Linked DNA regions of Sus scrofa: region 2 is linked to region 1. A link is a contact called in public HiChIP or PLAC-seq data. All regions are on one chromosome and are shown on one strand. Each heading gives the region's core, a stretch centred on a gene start, on an enhancer-like site or on the middle of the called end of the contact. The rest is flanking DNA. Distances are from core to core; before and after follow the strand shown. Region 1 overlaps GNAQ (G protein subunit alpha q). Region 2 has its middle 73 kb from the start of GNAQ.

The links. HiChIP or PLAC-seq counts read pairs in DNA pulled down with a chosen protein or histone mark.
Region 2: an H3K27ac HiChIP or PLAC-seq map of alveolar macrophages shows a contact between it and region 1. The contact joins two enhancer-like sites. A contact is called at or near these places in 11 of 47 Hi-C or Micro-C datasets (alveolar macrophages, embryonic fibroblasts, epiblast stem cells and 5 more) and 1 of 2 datasets of contacts at active chromatin or transcription factors (alveolar macrophages).

The regions. Positions count from the first base shown.
Region 1 is chr1:230,850,430-230,856,105 of Sscrofa11.1, forward strand. The region is part of intron 1 of GNAQ (G protein subunit alpha q); the gene reads right to left. Among named protein-coding and RNA genes, the nearest start is that of GNAQ, 54 kb to the right of the region's middle. Within about 2 kb of position 2,997, at least 16 of the 83 cell types and tissues checked have an H3K27ac peak or open chromatin away from gene starts, as enhancers often do. A contact at or near this core is called in alveolar macrophages, where this site is marked.
Region 2 is chr1:230,977,332-230,982,748 of Sscrofa11.1, forward strand. No RefSeq gene overlaps it. Among named protein-coding and RNA genes, the nearest start is that of GNAQ, 73 kb to the left of the region's middle. Within about 2 kb of position 3,495, at least 10 of the 83 cell types and tissues checked have an H3K27ac peak or open chromatin away from gene starts, as enhancers often do. A contact at or near this core is called in alveolar macrophages, where this site is marked.

The sequences.
Region 1 (5,676 bases), core at 1,747-4,246:
TTTACATCTCTTCTCATTTTCAGTAGCGTTTTAGAATATAATTCATTCATATAACCCACTTCCCAGTCATTACCTCCCCACAACACTTTCCAAGTGGATGGAAATTCAACACACATCAAGAGCAGGAAATCAGGCCTGCTTTATAGATACAGATAAGAAATGTTAAGAGCCTGAAGAACTTGCTATGTATCACAGACAAGTGAACTGCAGCTGAGACAGGGCCAAGCTTTCAGCTTCTGGGTCTGTAAAACGGATACTCCCAACCACCCCTGTTTCCACAGCCACAGAGCTAAATGAGATCCAGAGTGCCCTGAAGTTATGGACTTCTATCCTCTTGTACTCAGGAAGGTGTACTCTGTTCTATAGGCTGCATGCCCAAACCTGACCAGACACGTCTTTAAAATTTTAACACTGATTGTTCCAAGAGGGCCCCAAGATAACAACTAACACACGCCGTTCTTTATTCTTTGCCAAACCCTGATCAAGCACTTTGAAGATACTTACTCATGTAAATCTTTCCAGCACGCCTTATGAATCTGGCCAGTACAATCACACCCCAATTTGGAGATGAAGAAACTGAGGCAAAGAGAAGCCACCCAATTTCCCAAAGATCTCAGGGGTTCTGCTCCAGGGCCTGGGCTTTCAATCTGGGTGCCAGGTTGCCTGGCGCTGTGTCTGCTAACAAATTTCCATTTCTCTGCACACCCCAAAACTAGCTAAGAGCAGTCTAATGATAAAATACACATAGGATGGCCCAACCTAAATTACCTGTGATAAGGTTTAATTAATACAAACTGCAAAGCATGGCTAATTTGTGTTGTTCCATTGCCTCCTATGATGATACGTATAAAAATACTCAGGTAAGTGTTCACTGTACTCTTTACATAGCTGCAAATATTCTTGCACAGAGTCTGGAATTATTCAAACTATAAAAATCTAGCCCTCAAATAATAAAGTCAGCTCCTCTGTGTGAAACCTGACTTTGCTGTCTTTGTTATCACTGTGACAACCCTTCTCTGAGTGGCTACGGCCTTGCTGGGATTGCCCTTGGTGCAGCCCGTTTTGTACCGTGTATGCATGTTCATCCTGTTAACCACAACACAAACTCCCTGAGAGCAGGGCACCCCACAGAACCTTGCAAAATACTTTGTATGTGTGTACTTAACATATTTTTGGTGACCAGAGATAAAGTGGAATAATTTTTGTGTGTGGTGAACAAAAAACATTTAAGTCCTATACGTAAATCTTGGATGGACAGCCACATTTAATCATTTTGTCAATTAAGTTTCCATTACTAGCAATTTCTCTTAACTCACCACTCTTACAGAACACTTAACTGGGTGCCAGGAACTGCAACAAGTGCTATATTCAAACAAGTGCTAAACCAATTAAGACACACAACTGTCCTATGACAGTGATCCTATTATATAATCATCCCCGTTTTATAGATGAGGAAAGTGAGGTTTAGAAAAACAAAGCAACTAATCCAAAGTTCCACACTAAGTCAGGGATGGTGCTGGGATTCAAACTCAAGTTCCTGAGACTGGGCTCGTAACTATCTGTCTCTCTAACCATTTCATCCCCTCTCTCCATGTGGCTCCCCACCAGCTTAAGTCAGACCACCACACCATTTTTACCTACAGCTCAGTCCTCCTCAAGATCTCATTTCCTAAACTACACTCTCCTGTACAATGTTATCAGCTTTAAAATGAAGGCAATAGACAGAAGAGTCCTACCAAACTCACACTGCTAGGAGGGTCTTGTCTCGCACATGATTCAGCATATTCCTTTGAAGACCCTTCTGAAAGTGTCCTCTGATCTTGGCTTCAGTGAGAACCAGGCCTTTGTTAAACAACTTTTTAAAGGACACTGCAAACTGTACCTCTGATAAGCCTTCTGGGTGAATAAGCATGTTGCTCAATTTGCACTTCACTGAAATGCTCATGTATGTGTACACCCTGGTTTCATTTACATCCTCCATTTTCGCTTTTTCATCTACTTCTAATTTACAGTATCTTATGTAAAATGAGAGCATCTTTATATTGCTTTGGAGACAAGACAGAATGAAAGCAGAGTGTCCAATAGATGTGTAGCTTGTTTTAAACAATCAAAGCAGAAGGACAATTGGTAGATGGGAGTCAGAGGCCTAACCAGAGGAAAACCCTGGGGGCCCACGGACTTTATTCACCCAACAGGCTTGTTTTTATTGTTTGACTGTGTTGACAGTAGTTTTAATTTTTTTTAATTAGTTGGCGACATTTAAATTCCAAGAGATTTCACATAAATATCCAGAGTCGTTGTTTTCTTGAAAAACTGGAAGGTCTGGAAACCCTAAGCCTGCTCTCCATACATGGCGACGTTTGAAGCTGAACAACAGCTTCAGTGAGCCATGAGATTTTAGAGTTCCCACCCAGATGGTGCCTCCTGTTTAAAACCACCTGTCTCAATCGCCGTGGCATTTGACTTGGCAGCCCTGGACTAAATCAACAGCAAATCAATTCTTGATAGAGAAATCTGCAACTACAATTACTAGGCAGGATTGTCCAGCTGCTGGGGGAACCTCAGAATATATGCTCTTGTATCTTAAAAGATGAGAATTACTTAGAAATCTCGCTAGAAAGAAGCAAAACGGACACTGGAAAAAAGGCAGCTGTTTACACAACCTCCTAAGCCTGGGTGCATCCTTGAGCTACTGGCACTAACTCCCTGCTAGGTTCCTTCCTCAGATGCCATTCCCCACCCAAACCCCACCACTGTACTGCTGTCCCTGGGACCACACAGACTAAGGCTAAAAGCAAAAACAGACAACCAAGTCATCATTCTTCCAGGGCCCCGATCCCAACAAGACCCCCGCCATTCCTTGACTGCCCACCTGGAGGCGCCATGAACACAACAATTCTCCCTTTTCAACGTCAAAACCAAACCACATCCCTTCTTGAAAAACAATGCTGTAGCCATTGTTCAACCCACAGGTATGTGGAGTGTTCAGCAGAGAAGTCCAATTTTCCCCTCGCAGGAAGTTCCTGGAAGGAAGTCGGTGCCCTGAAGTTCAGCCACTCCTCAGACCAGAGAAAACAAAGGCCGTGCAGACATCTATTCTCCAGAATGACTACAGCATCTAGAATAGGAAGCAGGATCCTGAGCCGGCAGGAGCCTTAGTTAGCACAAGTGCTGGGCCTTGCGGGCAGGCTCTAGTCGGAAAAGCCTTCCCTCTTCTTGGCACCTTTGAGGAAGGGTAGAGGGTTCTCTGACACACTTTGATCAGGAACCAAAAGTAAGAACAGTTGATTACTTGAAAAGGATTGTGGGTGTGAGTATTCTGTCACCCCACCCAACCTACCACTGTCCCAATGCTTAGGAAACTACAGCCCTCCATCACTGACAACAGCTGTCCCTGGGAGCTTGGTAATAGCAGTGATGTCACAGTACACATGGAAAGTTATTTCTCACACTGCACAGGCACGACTCTTGAAGTTCTTCTTTTATCCTAAATTATTTTAAAAGCAATGCATATGCAGTTAAATTTTTCCCAACAGAACTAGATGGTAGGTAGTAAGTGGTAAGCGTCTCTAGGCCCATATTTCCCATTTCTATTCCCTTCCATTATTACTGTTCTCACAGTCCTTGAGTGGTTATCAGCTTAACTAAATAACAGGCATATATCTCTTCTTCATTTGTCAACCTCAGACAGAATTTACTGACTTTCTGCCTGCCTCCCTTATACCTACCTCATTTACACCTCCTTCACCTATAATTCTTCCCTCGTTTTCTTGACTGTGCTGTTTTCAGTTCTTCAATTAATTATTTGTTTGTTTCAACAGTATTACACAGTAGTTCTTGATATCCCATCACGGAAGAGAAGGAAATTAGCATCAGACACATCCCCCCCAGCATCTACCTCTCTTTCTCTCCTGCCATCTAGCCACCAACTCTGTCAGCACTTCCTCTCTTTTTGCATTGCCAGGTTTTTAAATCTTGGGTTAGTTGGTTGGTTCTGTTTTTTTTGTTTTTTGTTTTTTTTTCTTTTTCTTTTTCTCCTGTACTTATATTACATCTTCCTTGCCTTGTGTGGAGACTAACCCATGAGCTATTTAGCTACATTTACAACATTATGATTATGCAAGAGTAGAGTTCAACTTGTGGAGAAGGAAACAGAATCCTAGTGTCAATGAACCTGGCTTAACCTCAGGATCAAAAGGGTTCTCCTTTCTTACACTCCAGTAAATGCTCAAAATTATACCATGCTTAAGTTTGCTTTTATTTTCACATTTTTTTGCTTTCCTTTTTTGGCTATACCCACAGTATGGAGAAGATCCCAGATCAGGGATCGAACCTGCGACCCAAGCCACTGCAGCGACAACACTGGATTCTTAAATCAATGAATCACAAGAGAACTCCTATTTTCACATTTTTTTAACCATACAAAACAATTATTTGATTATCTACCATCCTAGTCAATATGCGTATCAATTTGATTTTTTTAAAAATGAAAACCACCTTCATTCAAACTTAATACTATCCTATGTCCATTCCCTTCTAATAAGAGAAACGTACATTATGGCAAACACACAAGGGAATAGTTATTGAGCCAAACAATTCAGCCAATAAAGAGTACCCAAGAGGCCCAAACACTCCAAGGTGTATGTCCAAGGAGAGAGATGTCCAAGGGGAGAGTGAAGAGAAGATACACTTAGCATGGCATTTTTTCTTGCTTTCTTTTTTTTTTTTTTTTTTCTTCCTGGTGAGCAGGCTGGCTTGTGATTTAACTTCTTGGCTACCTAGTTTTTGTTCCTGCTTATTTGCTTTAAAAAACAACATACAAAAATAAAAATCACACATAGTCTTCAGTTATGTATTTGGTGATCTAACAAAACAAAAATTGGTCATAGTACCTAGCAGAGAGAAAATTACTTGTCAGGGGATAAAATAATGTCTGAAACAGACAAAAGTTACAGGAGAGGCAATGCGGCAGGGTAGAAGAACGATGGTTTGGGGGTAAGAAAAAGCTGAGTTTGAATCCTAGATAAATGACTATCCTTGCAGCCTTAGGAGGTTAACTGAAGCTCTCTGAACCTCTGATTTAAAATCTACAAACAGGACTAACACACCTCTTTTGCAGGGGTACTATGAAGACAAAACAGGATGATATGTATAATGCAAACAGGATAGGCCCTTGCGCTTGCAAACCAGTGCTAACACATCAGATCTTACATGCCTAGGAGCGAGTGTCTCTCAAATTAGCTATAATATATGAACACTGAGCATCAAGCTATATTCTTTCAGGTCCTAGGAGGAAAGAGGAGAGTGGAGTGGGCAAGCAGGCATCATTAAGAATCTAATCATAGGAGTTCCCGTCATGGCGCAGTGGTTAACGAATCCGACTAGGAACCATGAGGTTGCGGGTCTGACCCCTGCCCTTGCTCAGTGGGTTAAGGATCCAGCGTTGCCGTGAGCTGTGGTGTAGGTCGCAGACATGGCTCGGATCCCGCATTGCTGTGGCTGTGGTGTAGGCCAGTGACTACAGCTCCGATTAGACCCCTAGCCTGGGAACCTCCATATGCTGCAGAAGCGGCCCTAGAAAAGGCAAAAAGACAAGGAAAAAAAAAAAAATCTTATCATAAAACTAAAGGAAATGTACAAAGTGAAAACAAGACAGAGTACTAGACAAAAAATATA
Region 2 (5,417 bases), core at 2,245-4,744, 130 kb after region 1:
CATGTATTAAGATGGATATATTTCAAGGACATGTTAAAATAAATACATTACCTAGTTTTATAGAGATTATTTATATCCAAATGTGTAAAAACTGGATCTTGATACTGGCTACATCTTGGGAACAAAGAAAGGAAAAGTGAAATAATGGTTGAAAAGGACGTTATCTGAAAATGTGATATTTAAAAATTACCTGAAAGAAGCATTATTATGTAAACAAACAAATTTTGGTTCATTTCTCATACGTTATACAAAGATGAACCCAAAGTGAATCATAAACTTTTGGGTGTTGATTTTAGTTTGTGACTTTGGGTTAGGTGAATTAGCTCTGGGATATGACACTTAAAGCACAAGCCATAAAAGAAAGAAAAATATGATAAATTGGACTTCATCAAAGTGCAAAACTTTTGCTCTGTGAAAGATACTACTAAAATTATGAAAAGACAAGCCACAGACCATAAGCAAATATTTGCAAATCACGTATCTGACAAAAAACTTCTATACATGAGTTCCCTTTGTGGCCCAGTGGTTAACGAACCTGATTAGGATCCAGGAAGATGCAGGTTTGATCCCTTGCCTTGCTCAGTGGGTTAAGGACCTAGAGTTGCCATGAGCCGTGGTGTAGGTTGCAGACATGGCTCGGATCCCACATTGCTGTGGCTGTGGTGTAGGCCAGCAGCTGCAGCTCTGATTCGGCCCCTGACCTGGGAACCTCCATACGCCACAGGTGTGACCCTAAAAAGAAAAAAAAAAAAAAACCAAAAAACAAAACAAAACAAACCCCCACAAAAACAAACAAGAAAAAAACAAACAAAACCCAAAAAACTTGTATACAGAATATATGAAGATTTATCACAATAAAACAATAACAAAATGATTTTTTTTTTGGCTTTGTCTGTGGCATGTGGAAGTTCCTGGGCCAGGGATCCAACCCAAGCCACAGCAGAAACCTGAGCCACAGCAGTGACAGTGCTGAGTCCTTAACCAGTAGGCTACCAGGGAACTCCATGATTTTTTTTTTTTTAATGAACAAAGATTTGAACAGACACTTCACTAAAGAAGATACATGGATAGCTAATAAGCACATGAAAGATGTCCAACATTATTAGTCATTTTGGAAATACAAATTAAAACCATGAAAAAACACTAGACTTAACAGAATACCTTTTTAAAGAAAAGAAACTGACAACTCCATGCTGATGGAGATGATGGGCACCTGAAATTTCAGCTATGCTGCTGGAAAAGCAGTGGTCCACTCCCTCTGGAAAGTCTCAAATAATGAAATATAGGTGCTGACGTTGAAATCTGGCAGTCCATGAGGAAGTGGTAAGGGCAAGAGAGTATGGGTCGGGTACACGCGGCATCTGTTTGCATCCCCTTGTAATTGTATTTCACTTCCCAATTTACTGAGGGCTCTGTTGGGTTCTTGCAAGTAGGCCAATCCAACCATAAAAATTCACCGTCTTACATCTCCCACAAGGCTTTTTACATGACTTTGACTAAGGGACACAAGAAAGAGGAGAGAAAACAGGGTGTCTACCACCAATTCCAGACACAGTCACACCAATGGCCTGCACAGCAGTGTCCAGGGTATTTTGGGGTGAGTCTGCTCTGTCTCTAGAAGGGAATGGCCAGGTTTGCCAGGAGGATTCTCAGATTCCACACTCTCACTGAGGTTCCTGAGTGAGCCTAGTGAAGAACAAGAAGGAGCAGGAAGAGGGGGAGGGAGAAGGAGGGAAGGAAAGGGAAAGAGCAAGAGCCCCTACACCCCTGCCAGTGCCGGGCAGGTTCCCTCCATGTGGAAGGAAGCCCAGAGTGTGCTCTTCACAGCTTAAAATCCTGCGGGAACTTGTGCCCACATCTGCATCTCCTTTACCAACTCCTCTAGAGCTGCTGCCCTGCACCAAATATTACTCATATGTATAGAAGATTTAAATACTGATCACGATGCTTATGAATTTTTTCTTTCTTTCTTTTTTTTTAAAGGGCCGCACCTGTGGCATATGGAAGTTCCCAGGCTAGGGGTCAAATCGGAGCTATAGCTGCTGACCTACACCACAGCCACAGCCACATGGGGTTTGAGCCGCGCCTGCGACCTACACCACAGATCATGGCAACGCCAGATCCTTAACCCACTGAGAGAGGCCAGGGATCGAACCTGTATCCTCATGGATATTAGTTGGGTTTGTTACCGCTGAGCCAAAACGAGAACTCCTCTTATGAATCTTGAAAGTCCTAAATCCTGTCCTTCCGTCTACTATGGTAGACAAGGATGTAAAAAGTAAAAAAAAAGAAATCCCTAGGAAAGTGCCTACTTAATTTCATCTCTATCCTCTGGCAACTCAAGTAGGTAAATTAAAAAAATCAACTTTGGTAGTATAATTTGTATGTGATAAAATGCACGCAATTTAATATGTACAACTTGATGCATTTTAACAAATGTGTATTTCCGTATGTAAGCACCCTTATAATTGAGATAACAGATCATTTTCGTCATGCCAAAACATACCTATTGCAGCCAATCTCTGCTCCCAGGAAAATGCAGCTTTGCTTTTTGTTACTATAGATTAGTTTTGCCTTTTCTAGAATTTCACATGGAGGAATTATACATTATCATGCTTTTATATCTGATTTCTTTTGCTCACTCTAATTTTTGAAATTCAAAGAGTGTGCATGTTAGTAGCTCACTCCTTTTTTATGGTGAATAGTATTCCAGACCATTTTTTAACATAAGAACAATTTTTTCATCACTGGATTATGAGGTAGGCAGGATAGCAAGCTTAAATGCCTAGAGAAGCCAGTCACGTAATATAAGTGAGAGAAAGAGGCTGGTGTAAGAAAATTTATGCTCAAAATACTAGACGCTCTTGTTGTATCTTTATTTTCTAGAGAAAAATTTTTCTTTAACTGTGAGGAAAATATAAGTATGATGACAGATGGTAACTGACATGATTTTAGGGGGATAGCAAGGAATGAAAGAGATTGTGGCAATTTACAAAGCCCCCCCTCCCTTTTGTGTGCCAATTGGCATGAGGAGGTTCCTGGGCACAGATCGAATCTGTGTCACAGCAGTGACAAGTGCCAGATCTTTAACCACTAGGTCACCAGCAAACTCTAGTACCCATATTCTTAGGGAAGCAACTTTGCTACGTGCGAATGGGGGACGAGGTTTCAAATCTTACTGTCCTGGAGAATCAGGAAACCTGGATTTGTATGCAGAATCTTAGTTTTAAATGTGGGAAATAAATTTAAATTTTATTTAAACACTGGGCAGGCCCCCTCACTCCCACCCCCACCCCAAATCCAGGTGCCAGATTTGGATGAGGAAACAGGAGGCACTGCATTGTGTCCTCTTATGGCACAGACTAAACGCTGGCCCAAGCCACCCCCCACCCCAGTGTGCTTTCTGGAGAACCACTCTGGTGGTAATGGGGACCTCCCAGCCTAAAGGAAGCCCAGGGTTGGCTCACCTCATTGGCTGCAGGGAAGAGAAAGTAAAAAAGAGAAGCAAAAGTCATTCCAAGGTCCCAAGAAGAGAGGAAGTGCATATTTGCTACAAGCCAGTTATTATTACCTTTCATTTCTCCCACACTGCAGCAGTGTGGGAATACATACATTGAAATCACCTGGCACAGAGAAGCTGCAGAGGCCCAGATCCCCTCTCAATATACTTAATTAGAATCTCTAGTGGCTGGGCCCACTGTGGATTTCGTATCCACACTGAAGTCTGATGCCCACTGCATTGGATTTTTCCGCCTTTAGTACAAGCGGTTCGGTCGGCATTAGGAGTCCGTGTGGTTCTACATCTACGACACCTCCTTTATGGGAAGAACATTAACAGAGACAAGATAAGGTCTTGTGTGCCCCCTAGGGGTTAGCTTGGACAATGAATAGCTTTAGAGATTTAGAGTAGCTTTTAGATTTTCAGAGGTGTCAGAAACAAATATAATAGGTAGTATTTTTGAGCCTTTATTGGCCTCAGGCATTGTGAGTGGCCACTCACATGAATGATTTCATTTAAGTCCAGGAGGCAGGTGATATATCCGCTTTCTACGGGGGAGGAAATTCACCTGTAAATCCAGTGCTGTGGTTGATCATGCGGTCTCCCTCAATATAATTTCTTCTCTTGGCTTCCAGGATATCGTACGCTTTCACATTTGCTACCATTTCACTGGTTCTTCCTCCTTAGTTGTCATTTCAGTCCTCCCATTCTCCAAGACCTATTAATTTTGGAGCACCCCAGGGATCAGTCCTTGGTTTTCTTCTTTTCCTGTAGCAACTTTCTTTCCTTCTTTTTTTTTTCTGTCTTTTCTAGGACCGCACCTGAGGCACATGGAGGTTCCCAAGCCAGGGGTAGAATTGGAGCTGTAGCTGCCAGCCTACGCCAGAGCCACAGCCCCAGCAACACCAGATCCGAGCTGCGTCTGCGACCTACACCACAGCTCACCACAACGCTGGATCCCTAACCCACTGAGCAAGGCGCCAGGGATTGAACCCTCAACCTCATGGTTTCTAGTTGGATTCGTTTCCGCTGCACCTCCATGGGAACTCCTGTACCAACTTTCTGAGTGACAATGACTCCCAAATGTCTATCTTGTGACCAAACTCTCTCCTGAAACGTAGATTCATATATGCAGCTCCCTACTGGGCATGTCCACTTGGATGTCTCAAATTTAACATGCCTAGGAGTGAGGTTCTCATCTTCTCCTACAGACCTATCCCCTACCAGGTTTTCCCTATACAGTTGATGAGATGCCATCCTTCCAACTGCTCATACCAGAAACCTTGGTCTCCTACCTACTCCTCTCATGCACACCACTCCCCTCCACCCCTACAGCCTCCACCAATGTTTGAGTCCTCATCATCTCTCACCTGGATTATTACAGCACCGCCCCCCGCCGTTCCCATACATGCCATTCAGGAGACTATACCAAACAGAGAAACCAGAATGATCTTTGCAAAATGTAACTCAGATCATATCATTTCTCTGCCTCAACTCCTTCCAGGGCTTTTCCCATTTCATTCAGAATAAATGCTGCAGTCCTTAAAAAGGACAATGAGATCTTTTACCAGTAGGCTTGGCTCTGGGTCTACCTCTGCCCTCCTCTCCTGTTGGACTCCCTCCTCGTTATTCTACTCCAGCCACGTTGGTCTTCAGGCTTTTCCTGGCATGTCCCTGACTTGTTTCTGCTCAAAGACTCTGCCCTGGCTCATCTATCTGCCTGAAATATTCTTTACCCAGAAATCCTTTTACCTAAGTAGTTCACTTGCAAATCTTCACTCCTGTCACCCTCTCAATAAGACTGACCTTGTCTCCTCTATTAAAAATTACAACCTGTAGATTTCCCTGGTAGTGTAGTGGGTTAAGGATCTGGCATGGTCACTGCAGCAGCTCGGGTGGCTGCTGGGGCAGGGGTTCA